Linked DNA regions of Zea mays: region 2 is linked to region 1. The links are chromatin contacts, called in public Hi-C maps. All regions are on one chromosome and are shown on one strand. Each heading gives the region's core, a stretch centred on a gene start, on an enhancer-like site or on the middle of the called end of the contact. The rest is flanking DNA. Distances are from core to core; before and after follow the strand shown.

Region 1 (6,284 bases), core at 2,093-4,592:
ACGCATGGACTTAGCAGTGATATGTGATCGTCCAACCCAAGTGCTTAGAGAAAACGGAGGCAAACCAAAAGCTGACTATTGTCTGAAACCTAAGCAACGAAAAAAGTGATGAAGTGGATGAAGGATATTAAATTCCCCGATGGTTATGCCGCTGGTTTTAGAAGATCTATGAACTTGAAGACAATGAAGATGAATGGACTGAAGAGCCATGACTTCCACATAATTATGGAGAGGCTCATGCCTGTAATGTTTTGTGGGTACATTTCTAAAGCTGTGTGGAAAAGTTAGCTGAAGTTAGCTATTTCTACAGACAGTTGTGTGCTAAAGAAATCAGAAGAGATGTGATGGAACAGCTGGAGAAAGAGGCACTGGTGCTTTTGTGCAAATTGGAAAAAAATATTTCCACCGGGTTTCTTCAATCCTATGCAGCATCTCTTTATACATCTTCCATATGAGGCTAAGGTCGGTGGTCCTGTTCAGTATAGGTGGATGTTTCATATAGAAAAAGCATTAAAGAAGCTTAGAGCAATGGTGGGCAATAAGGCAAGAGTTGAAGGATGTATTGCGGAACAATTTAAACTAAAGGAGGTAGCACACTTCACAAGTTGTTACTTTGCAGAAGAACATAATGTATTTGCTTGAAAGAAAAGGTACCATGATGATGAACGAGAGATGCCTTCGTGTAGTGATCTTTCGATTTTTCAGACAAACGGCAAAGCCGTTGGTCCACCCAAGGCATATCACCTCAGTATGGAAGAACGGAAGTCTACTTTACTGTACATGTTCACGAATATGCCTGAGGTGGGAGAAATACTTTGTGTAAGACTTATTTTCTTAAACTGTTCATATGTGAATTAGTTTATGTTTTCAAATATCTCATGTCATACAATAATATTTGACAACGAGTTTGATGAACAAAACATGAGGTGTCTCGGTAGGCCAACAGCGAGAGACATAGACAAATTGCGACGCAATGGTATGCATGGGCGACCTAATTTCATTATGTGGCTTCAGGACCATGTAAGTCTTAATTATGTGGCTCCAAGACCTAATTTCAGTTAACTAATATTACAGAATTTGCTAATGCTTTGTGGCATAATTGACAGTTGGGAAGGAAATGAATTTGAATGATAACTTGCGTCAGTTATCTATTGGAAGTGTGACTGCTGAAAGCTATGGACGTTACGACGTCAATGGATATCGCTTTCGTTCAAGCATTTTGGAATCAAGTCATCCTATGGCCGCCACTCAAAATAGTGGAGTCGTTACTAGGGCAACCGACATTGAAGGACACGAAGCCTGCTATTACAGGAAAATTAAAAATATAATCGAGATTACATTTGCTGGAAATAAGCCTTTAGCGCTAGTTTTCTTTGAGTGTAAATGGTATGACCCGAAGTATTATAGGACCGAATTCGGGATGACACAGATCCAAACTAAAAAATTGCTTCAAGGACACGACACGTATATCCTTGCCCATCAAGCAGACCAAGTTTATTTCTCGACATATCCATGCAAAAAGTTGTCTAAATGGAGGGTTGTGTACAATGTAAATCCCCGCGAACGCCTATACACTACTGGTGAGGACGAATATCAAATTGGTCACCTTGAGCAGGTTGATGAGGTGTTTCAAGAAGAAGAGTTGCCAACTAGTTTTCATATTAATCCTGCACCGACATTAGATTCACTAGATGCAGATGTTAACGACTTAACTTTTCCCGAGAGACGGAGAAGACAACCTGTTAGGAGAAAAGTTACATGGCGACCTCTGCATAGAAGAGAACAAATAGATCCTAATTTTGATGATATTTAACAAGTAAAGTTGTTTTGTTATTTCATTTGTTTCTATTTTTTAAGGATTATGTCATTTTTGATGCACTAATGAATAATTTCTTATTTTTTGATGCAGGATGCCGCCAAAATCAAAGAAGTCAGTGAAGGGGCTGTTCAAGGGCCTGGGCCTTTTTCAGGGCAGTTCTTCGAGCAGCAGCAGACGTCGAGAGCTGTTGAGCGCGGTATATGGAGATGAGGTAACATATCTTGTACAAATAAATTTGTTTACATATTTACAAATAAATCTTGAGTTGTATGTACCAGGATGAGCAGCACACTGAGGAGTAGCACAATAAGGAGCAGCACAATGAGGAGGAGCGGCACAATGAGGCTGAGCAGCACAATGAGGAGGTGGCGCACAATGAGGAGTTGGAGCACGCGACATGGGACCAGGCCGCGCAGCATCACCAGCCATGGGACCAGTGGGACCACCAGAGAGAGCAGCAACAGGCGTGGGACCAGTGGGGCCAACAGGGCGAACCGGCTGACAACCCGATGGATGATGGCTCGGGAGGCTCTTCAGCGACACGCACATGTCGCTCAAGAAAAAGCCACTTAGTAAAGCCTCGTCACGCGATAGAGCGAGAGGCTGATAGGACTTTAATCATGCCACATGGAGATCGGTGAGTGTAATATATTAACTTATCTCATAACTCTATTATGTGTATTGTTAATGTTTTTGTGTAATGCAAGAATTGGGAGGACCTGTCCTTTGACGGCAAGGGACACCACACTCAGGCTAACCTTACGTTGGGTTGTCTTTGCCGCCTTCACTACCCTGGTATAGTGATGGTGTCAAACGGTGATACCGAGGATGAGGTGCTCGTCAGTACCTAGGACGACTACAAGTTTAAAAAAGAACGAAACCACACCGACAGACAGGGACTTGTGCGTAATGACTTTTGGGTATGAATTCTTTATTATTTTTGTTATGTTTCTTAATATTGTAATTCTATGACTTATACTATTGTTTTAGTAAAGTACTTTCTTTGTTTTAGAGAGAATATTCGTAAACACACCAAAAGTAGGGTCTGTTTGGATGGTAGCTACAAAAAAAAAATTTGCCCGACCTAGGCACCAACGTCTACCAGACATTTGCCTCCCAGGCTACAATCCAAGTCGTCTGTTGTAGTAAAAAAAAATATAGTTTTATAATTAGGTGCGGTATATTTAAAATTAGGCTTTAATAAAATACAGAGTATATACAGGGGCGATCTCTTTCTTGCCACCAACACACCTGAAAAAAATATAGATTTAATTATTTACTAATACGGTTAGCTGAAGTGTCCCACTGTCTAGATGTCCACCTTGTATTCCCGATATGACAAACCACATCAAAACTGAATGCTGATCACAGAAAAAAAAAATCGTCGGGTAAACCGTCACGTCGCAAATTCAAGCTTGAAAGTTGAAACAGAAAAAATAGAAAACCGTCACGTCACAAATTTAAGGATGAAAATCGTTGCATTTCACTGTAGTGCTTGCGGGCCAAAAAGGAAAAGAAAAAATCGTGGCATGAGAGCAGACTGAAGAAGAGACGAGACGACGAAGAGGGTAGGAAGCTCCTGCTTTGACGCGATCAGCGCACCGTCTATAAGACCTCCCGCCACCCAAGCTCCCAGCTGTCCGATCAGTCACCTCCTCTTCCGGCCTCCCGCCGCCGTTGCCGAATTCTTCTTCTTTTATGCCGCTCCGCTGCCGCTCCTACTTTTGCCTTGCATGTCCACCGCCGCGGCGCCGCCGTCACTCTCCCTGCACCGCCCAGCGGTGACCGCCACCAGCACCAGAGTAGCCGCCGCGCCGCCGCCGAGCAACGCCGCGCACCTCGCCAGCCTCGACAAGCTCTTCCGCAACCGCGGCGGCGTCGAGAGCGCGGCCTCGCCCGCCGTCGCCGCTGCCGCACCGCAGAGGAGGCAGCAGCCGCTGCTGCGGCTCCCGTCCTTCTTCACGCGGACCGGGGCGAGGGGCCAGGAGCCGGCGCCCACGCTGTCGCCGCGCCGGCTCGAGCGCCTGCTCCAGCCCGTGGCGCCCGACGGGCCGTCGCCGCGCGGGGACATCGCGGCGGCGTGGCGCCGCCTGCACGGCGAGGACGGCTGGCGCGGCCTGCTCGACCCGCTGCACCCGGACCTGCGCCGCGAGATCGTGCGCTACGGCGAGTTCGTCGACGCCGCCTACGGCGCCTTCCTGTCCCGCCCCGACGCCGAGCCGGGCCGCCGCGCGCGCGTCCCGCTCCAGGACGCCGCGTACCGCGTCACCGCGCCGCTCTTCGCCACCTCCTCCGTCGGCCTCCCCACCTGGCTGGCCGCCGCCGCGCCGTGCGCCGGGCAGCGGACCAGTCTCGTCGGCTACGTCGCCGTCTGCGACAGCCCCGCCGAGATCCGGCGGATGGGCCGCCGCGACATCGTCGTCGCGCTCCGCGGCACCTGCACCGTCCTCGAGTGGGCCGAGAACGTGCGCGCCGGCCTCGTCCCGGCCACCCACTGTGACACCGCCGCCGCCACCGCACCGGACACATCCAACGCCAAGGTCGAATGCGGCTTCTGGAACCTGTACAAGACCGCCGGCGACCGCTCCGCGAGCCTGTCGGAGATGGTCGTGTCCGAGGTGCGGAGGCTTCTCGACATGTACAAGGGCGAGGAGGTGAGCATCACGGTCACCGGGCACAGCCTAGGCGCCGCCCTGGCCGTGCTCATCGCGGACGAGCTCTCCGGCGGCATCGCCGGCCGCGCGGGGGCGCCGGTGGCGGTGTTCTCGTTCGGCGGGCCGCGGGTGGGCAACCGCGCGTTCGCGGCGCGCGTGGAGGCCCGTGGCGCGCGCGTGCTCCGCGTCGTCAACGCGCACGACGTCGTGCCGCGCTTCCCGCCCGGCCTCCCGCTCCCGGGCTACGCCGACGTCGGCCGCGAGCTGCGCCTCGACAGCCGCGCGTCGCCGTACCTCCGGCCGGACGCCGACGCCGCGTGCTGCCACGACCTGGAGGCGTACATCCACCTCGTCGACGGCTTCCTCGGCTCGCATTGCCCGTTCCGGGACAACGCCAAGCGCAGCATCCTGCGCCTCGTCAAGAACCAGGGCGGCAACGTCAAGCAGCTCTACATGAGCAAGGCCAAGGACATGCGCATCCAGCTCGACGGCGGCGGCGCCGCCGACATGGCCGGGTCTATGCTTGGTCGCGTCGACATGCCTGGCGCGGCGAGCACCGTGGTGGAGTGTGTGCACTGACGGACGGCCGCAACCGCAACTGCAACGGCGGTGCGAGCTGGTGTGGACTCGCGTACGTCGGCGCCCAAAAAGAATTGTTTGGTCAACAGATAACGAGGGTTGACTTGGGGGGATTTTTTCAATTTTTTTTGGTATTTGGTCTCAACTTAACTTTTTACCAAGTACAAAGTGTTGTTGTTGGTTGGTGGATCCGTGGACATACCAAACAATAGAAGTGGCAGGTACATGAAAAAAAAACATTGTATAGATGAACCTTAACTGATTAGTTGATTAATACTAATGGTGTTACATCATCTTATATCTTACATGGTTGTGAAGCCACGCATGGGCATATCTAAGCATATACTTATAACACTGTATTATTATGATTAAAAATGATGTAAATGATGCTTGTTTTTTGCTGTTAAAAAAAATCTTATAACCCATCTTGTTGTGCAAGGGGAGAGAATTTATGAAAAAGATGGGCTACAAGTTTATTTTAAAAAAATAGAAAATTGGAGATCCTCTGTTTTTCTACCTCTTTGTAGTTTCTTGATTGGGACCGTCAGTTGAGCACCAAATTTGTACCACCAGACGGTTGGATCTTGAGGTTGGACGGTCTGCGGTCTGGACAGTCCGCCATAGTGGTCACATTGACGGTCAACACGAGTGCAGAATCTATTAGGGTTCATGTTTTCTTGTGTGATTTGTTAGCAAACTCTGCGGGATTAACTCGGGAACCGATTTGTAAAGGGTCCAAACCCCCTTATATAAAAGAAGGGTACGACCGATTGAGCCCCAACAACCGATCCAATCAATTCTATTTATCATATTTACCTTATTTGCATTGTTCTTTCTATTCTTTAGGAGTAGGAATAATCTAGCCTTAGTCTAACCCTATTATTAGTCTTTCTCGACCTATTTCTTCACCTCTCTTCGGCTCGGTGTCATCTAGAGGCGTCTTAGTTGGCCTGCTGGCCCCAAGGCAACCCCTAGATCTTTCTTCCTTGATGAGGTCCCTCCTGGGAGGCAAGATTTATGTTCTTCGTGGAGAAGACCCTCTGCGAACGCGAGGACCGTCTGAGCCCCAGGCGTGGGAATCAGTTAAAACAAGGATCAATTAAAACAATATATAGATGAATCTGTTAAAGGATGGACGTGTGCATATGAAAAATCTACTACCCCTAGTTTTCCCTCACACGAACCTAATATGGAGCCACCCGCACCGAACATATCGGCTGCAAATGGGTCAT
Region 2 (6,284 bases), core at 1,731-4,230, 98 kb before region 1:
ACCCGTCGGGGTAGAATTTTTCATCGTTTACATCCCCGTGGGGGAAGAAACTTCTCCATCCCCATTCTCTAATGGAGGAATTCCCCATGGGGAATCGAGGAACGGGGCCCATTGCCATCTCTACATGTAAGGTCTAAATTCTTGAGTACAATCTTGTCATTTTGCTATTAGACGATGTTGCTGCTATGTGCTTGTCGGTACCCCAAATATGGGGTACCTACTCATGCTGGGTTAAGAGGGGACCCCAGTGGCTACCTATAGCCATGGGATGGTGAAAGTCGCCTAGAGGGGGGTGAATAGGGCGAAACTGAAATTTACAAAATTAATCACAACTACGAGTCGGGTTAGCGTTAGAAATAATAATGAGTCCGAGAGAGAGGGAGCAAAACAAATCGCAAGCAAATGAAGAGTGTGACACGCGAATTGTTTTACCGAGGTTCGGTTCTTGCAAACCTACTCCCCGTTGAGGAGGCCACAAAGGTCGGGTCTCTTTCAACCCTTACCCTCTCTCAAACGGTCCCTCGGACCGAGTGAGCTTCTCTTCTCAAATCAAATCGGGAACAAAGCTTCCCCGCAAGGACCACCACACAATTGGTGTCTCTTGCTTCGATTACAAGTGAGCTTTGATCACAAGAACAAGTGAGAAAGAAAGAAGCAATCCAAGCGCAAGAGCTCAAAAGAACACGACAAATCTCTCTCACTAATCACTAAAGCCTTGTGTGGAATTGGAGAGGATTTGATCACTTGAGTGTGTCTAGAATTGAATGCCTAGCTCTTGTAAGTGGTTGAGAAGTGGAAAACTTGGATGACTTGAATGTGGGGTGGTTGGGGGTATTTATAGCCCCAACCACCAAACTAGCCGTTTGGGTGGAGGCTGTCTGTCGTATGGTGCACCGGACAGTCCGGTGCACATCGGACATGTCCGGTGCGCCAGCCACGTCACCCGAACGTTAGGGTTCCGACCGTTGGAGCTCTGACGCTGGGCCCGCCTGGATGACCGGTGGCGCACCGGACATGAACTGTAGGGTGTCCGGTGCGTCAGCATGGGCGTGCCTGACCTCTGCGCGCGCTGGCGCGTATTTAATGTGCTGCAGGTAGCCGTTGGCGCCAGAAGTAGCTGTTGCTCCGCAGTTACACCGGACAGTCCGGTGTACACCGGACATGTCCGGTGAATTATAGCGGAGCAGCCGAAGCGAATTCCCGAGACTGGCGAGTTCAGAGCCGCGTCCTCTTGGAGCACCGGACACTGTCCGGTGTACATCGGACAGTCCGGTGAATTATAGCGCGCCGGCTCTGAGAATTCCCGAAGGTGAAGAGTTTGAAGTCGGTCTTCCCTGGTGCACCGGACACTGTCCGGTGGCACACCGGACAGTCCGGTGCGCCCGACCAGGGTGCCTTCGGTTGTCCCTTTGCTCCTTTGTTTGAACCCTTTTTCTTGGTCTTTTTATTGGCTTATGGTGAACCTTTGTACCTGTAGAACTTATAAACTTGGGCAAACTAGTTAGTCCAATTATTTGTGTTGGGCAATTCAACCACCAAAATTAGTATAGGAAATAGGTGTAAGCCTAATTTCCTTTCAGATGGCGAGCGGTCTACCACGACATAGAGTCTGGGACCATCCTGCATGCCCGATATTACCACTGGCCCCATTGGTGGGTCTGCACGGTAATTACAGCCTAGGACCAGGCCCCGTGGGACGGTCTTAGGCCCCCATGTGTGCCATTCGGGCCTCCGGCCAGGGGAGGTATGATGCCACATGTCCGGGCCATTATGGATGGGACCCGAACCTCCACAAGTACCTTCTAGACCCCAGCCAGGGGAGGTCTGGGGCTGCCATGTCCGCATGCGTCCCCAACGGTTAACCGCAAGTTCTCCGCCCAGGCAGAGGTGCGATGGTGGAAAAGTGATGCTCTAAACTCCAGGCCCAAAAAATAAACTAGAACTGCACCAAGTCTATGGAGTTGGGCTGCTGCAAAAAGAGGTGGGGTTTTGGTGTTTAGCAGGCTCCATCACTCTGACTTGGAGTTTGGAGTTGGAGCCATGCCCAGCAGGCTCTAATACATTATATGTTGGATTTAAGTCGTTTTTGCTAATACAATGTTGAAAAAACGGACTAGGTATCATAGGAGTATATCGGACTTGTTTTGTCGATTTGGGACGTACGTGCTCAAGCGAAATTCGCATGTACACATGTGGTTGACTCGATCGTATCCGATCAATTGAGTCTAAAGGATAGACTATTGATTTACCACTTTAAATGACAAACAGCGTTGTCATAACCGAGCTAACGCGTTTCAATAAAACACGTGCCAAACACACAGGTGGAGAGGAGCGCTGTGAACAGAATATGACAGAGTATACATGGAGGTCCATTTTTTTAGGTTTAACTAGTCGTATACCCGTACGTTGCTATGGTTTTTATATATAACATAGGATAAATTTTGTTCTAATAAATCATAAAATATGTGTTTTCTATTGATTAGGTGGGTGTGAATGTGGAGCCAACAACTAAGGTTTAAATACTTACTTATACATAATTTTACCTTATTTTTTCGTGAGACAAGTGTTGAAACTGGTGGTTTAATATAGTAAGGATAAAGATTATTGAAAGGGGTTGTTTTTTCTAAAAAATATACACAAGGTATCTGTTTAAAGCGTACGTGTCGGCGGGGGCGGCAGCGACACACACCCGCTGTCTTCTTGTGCTACTCACTCACTCAAGCATGGTCGGAGGCGGCAGCAACACCGTACGGTACGTAGTAGCGATCACACCTGGCGCCGCCATGCAGTGCATGGAATGACAAGAAGAAGGTGTGAAGAAGATCTGCATACGCGGCGCCGTGATTGTTTTCTCTATTGGGCTGGCACTGGTCGTCTCCGGAGTGGAGACAAAAACAAAAACATGCACAGCACACACATGGATCATGCAGAAGAGCGGTTGCATAGTACAGTACGGTCGGTCGTTGCTGGATCTCGACGGCCACTCATGAGTCATGTCATGATCGTGTGTGTGATCCCATCCGTGTCGGCCTACCGTCCTGAGCTGACCACAGCTAGCTAGCTAGCTAGTCATTGCAAAAAGTTTGCAACACGTACGTCTCTCACAACGAGAGGGGTTCTGCATGTGCGTCCTTTCACCGTCTCCTCGTGCTGCCATGTGTGTAGGCGCTGTAGCCAAAATAAATACTCTATTGCATTGCTCGCAGCTCGCTACATAGCAACTTAAGTTAAAAAGGCTCTAGAGTTTGGGTGAAACCAGCAAATTTGTGTTCTTGTTACCCTTTTGGTTGTGTCCAACATGTTGTGTCTTCTGTAAGTGTATATGTTTGTGTAATAAAATATTATTTTGTAGTATAGTAGATAGTACTGTTTTGCAGAGACATGTTTGAAATAGAAGGTGATATAGGAGAGTTACTGGTTGCTGAAGACGATAGCCTTATACATTATCCCTCACAAAAAAAGTTATACTATAAATTTTCCACTACCATTTTCCGAATTTGGGGCCCACATACGCTAGTTAATTAGAAATATGCCTATCTAATATTAAAAAAGTTAGAAACTAGTTTATTTTCATACCACTCTATGACATGTATGTATAACTAATCCTAATTTATGTATTCGTCATATATAGTGGTACAGTTTTATTCCATGGATGACATGTCACTTGTCAGCACCTAAGAGCATGTACAACCCACGTAAATACCTCGTGCCTTAAGGAGTATCAAGAAGGTTAGTGCAAAAGAAACACAACGGACTTATCTTAGTGGAGGAACGTATCTCACATAATTCTCTAAGTCTAGTTTCGATTTCCATCCATACAACCCACATAAATAAACCGTCTAATTGCTCGTGTTTTGCTACGGTTGTTATATATCATATAAATAGGTATTGAGATATTTATTTAATTATAATTATTTTTTATTTCTAAACACTAAGGTATGTGTGGTCTAGCGTTTTGCAATTTTTTTTTCAACGGTGTGGTATCTGTGCAGGCCGGGTCGGGTGCTAGGTAGGCGAACCAGTCGGAACACGTGGGATGGGTCTAGAGTATCAGATGCTCAGATTAAGTTTTTAATAGAATAGAACATAGTATAGATATCTATATATGTACGCACGAGCTAGTTTGACGCTAGCTTGGATTTGTGCAGGAATTTAATAAACGGACGGCCGCCGGCCGGTTTGCTAGCTTTTTCCAGCTATAAAACGATGATATCCGTGGGACAAAAATCAAAAAGCGAGCAAATTAAATAAATGAAAAAGTAATTCCTCTCGTGCTGAATTTTCGTTGCCGCGCGGTGCACAAAGTTACAGACGAAAAGGTGACAGAGATTTGCTCGTGCGGCAGATCGCGACCGACCTGGTCTGTTTGACAAATACAATTATTTGCTGATTATTGTGTTTATCTAATTTTATACTAATTAACCTTCGGTCGTCGAATTTGGTAGGTGCCGATCACGTAGCAGAACTATGAATTATAAAAGCAAGTATAATAGCTGACAGTAAATCGGCTAATTGGTGACATGGAAGAGAAATGAGGAGAGAGAGTAGAATCATACTACAAACTAACATCCAGCTTATACATATGAAACCAAAACTTTTTATGATAAAGACAAGTGAACTATATATTAATTATAAAGAGCTAACCATTACACATATTAGCAATAAAATAAGCTGCAAAGATTTTTATAGCCAGCGATTAACTATATTATTAAACTTACTCTAATAGCATAGAGTGTCTAGAATACCAACGAAGTTGGTGTAGAGCGCTACACCAGTAACAAGTTGACGCATCCAGAAATACATTTTAAATTTTATAGATCTAAAGCTAATTTTAGGTCATCTCCAACCATTCCCCCTTATTTATACTTTCTATTGTATTTTATTACATCAACCTAAAAGATATTCTTCCACATACATGACATCTCTAACCATTCACCATATCCAGCTCTCCCTATATATTATAATTTAGTTATTTAACATTTTTTCATCAGTTTTTCAAGTTTTAAAAAATTATAGACTATTTGTACTACCATAATACACATTGTTATCAGGTTATGGTACTTAAAAAGAGTTAATATTACAATAAAATAAAGTAATTAAAGAATGATGAAAGATTAGAACTCACTCCATATATATGGGGGACTTTTTCTCTCCCTCCAGATAGGGGGAGCTTTGAGAGAGTTGTTGGACGACTATTTCACCTCAAAGCCCCCCTACGTGGGATGGGGTGGTGTGGCCGTGTGGGGCATCCTTGGAGGTGGCCTTAGGCAAGCTCCAATGGAGCACCCTTGTCGGCTCCCCTGACGGTATTCGTGGTGGCGTGGCGGCACCCTTAGAGGTGGCCTTTGGCGAGCTCCAATGGAGCACCCTTGCCTGCTCCCCTGATGGTATCTGGGGTGGCGTGCTCCCTGAAACCATCCAACGACACCCGTTCGGTGCCACCTAGTGTGGGGTGAGAGAAGAAGAGCACCCTGAGTAAGGGGGAGGAGGGAGTAGTTGTAATCACCTCCATTTCGTTAATCAGTGTTTTAACTATGAAATTAATTCCTTTTTAGTATAATTACCTCATAACAATGTGTATTATGGCACTCCAAATATGTTAGTATTTTTAAAAACTCCAAAAACTAATGCATAAAAGTCAAATACCTCAGTTAACTGTATAGGCGGGTTGAATAGGAAAATGGTTGGAGAGGAGGAGAAATAAGGGAAAAATAGTTAAGGAGGATATATTTAAATATGAATAGAAAGTATGAACAGGAGAATTTAGGAGGGAGAATGGTTGGAGCCAGCCTTAGCGGAATGTTATCTACATTTAATCAATAAGCTGTCATCGTAAGCATTAATTATTTTATGATGCTACAACATTTTTTTAAGAAGACAGAAAAATAATTTTTATTGGATGAAACTGTCTTGACACGGTTACCAACTCTCTATGAGCTATAGAATTAAATTATGAGTTTGAGTGTAAGTGTGCATTTAACTCTTATAAAAAAAGATAGTGTGATTTTTTTCCTTGGCCACACATGCATGCATTATTCCGTCCCATGGAGAAACTAAAGTAAAAACAAAATTTTGTTTCAATATTTCAAAACAAGGCTGTAGTATCTGAACATAAACTTACACCACACCATCACATATGCACATAAACACACACACTGTGCATATATAAGCTGAAGATCATCAGACTCCGATCGAGTACGACGGGCACCGAACCTTGAACACTGTGGAGAGGAAAAGCATTTTGAGATGGCGACATATGCATGCATGCATCTCGCGGGCTCCAT

What was found. Hi-C and Micro-C count contacts between places; a contact is called where the count stands out from the background.
Region 2: a Hi-C map of leaf mesophyll shows a contact between it and region 1, with 1.9 times the contacts expected there. The contact joins the enhancer-like site here to the promoter of LOC103653099 in region 1. A contact is called at or near these places in 5 of 25 Hi-C or Micro-C datasets (ear, leaf, leaf mesophyll and 1 more).

The regions. Positions count from the first base shown.
Region 1 is chr4:36,984,928-36,991,211 of Zm-B73-REFERENCE-NAM-5.0, reverse strand. It overlaps LOC103653099 (phospholipase A1-Ibeta2, chloroplastic), which reads left to right and starts at 3,342. Exons shown (of 1, transcript XM_008680062.3): 1 at 3,342-5,399. The coding sequence starts at 3,553. The coding sequence ends at 5,052.
Region 2 is chr4:37,082,432-37,088,715 of Zm-B73-REFERENCE-NAM-5.0, reverse strand. No RefSeq gene overlaps it. Among protein-coding and RNA genes, the nearest start is that of LOC103653100, 37 kb to the left of the region's middle. Within about 2 kb of position 2,980, at least 14 of the 20 cell types and tissues checked have an H3K27ac peak or open chromatin away from gene starts, as enhancers often do. A contact at or near this core is called in ear, leaf, leaf mesophyll and 1 more, where this site is marked.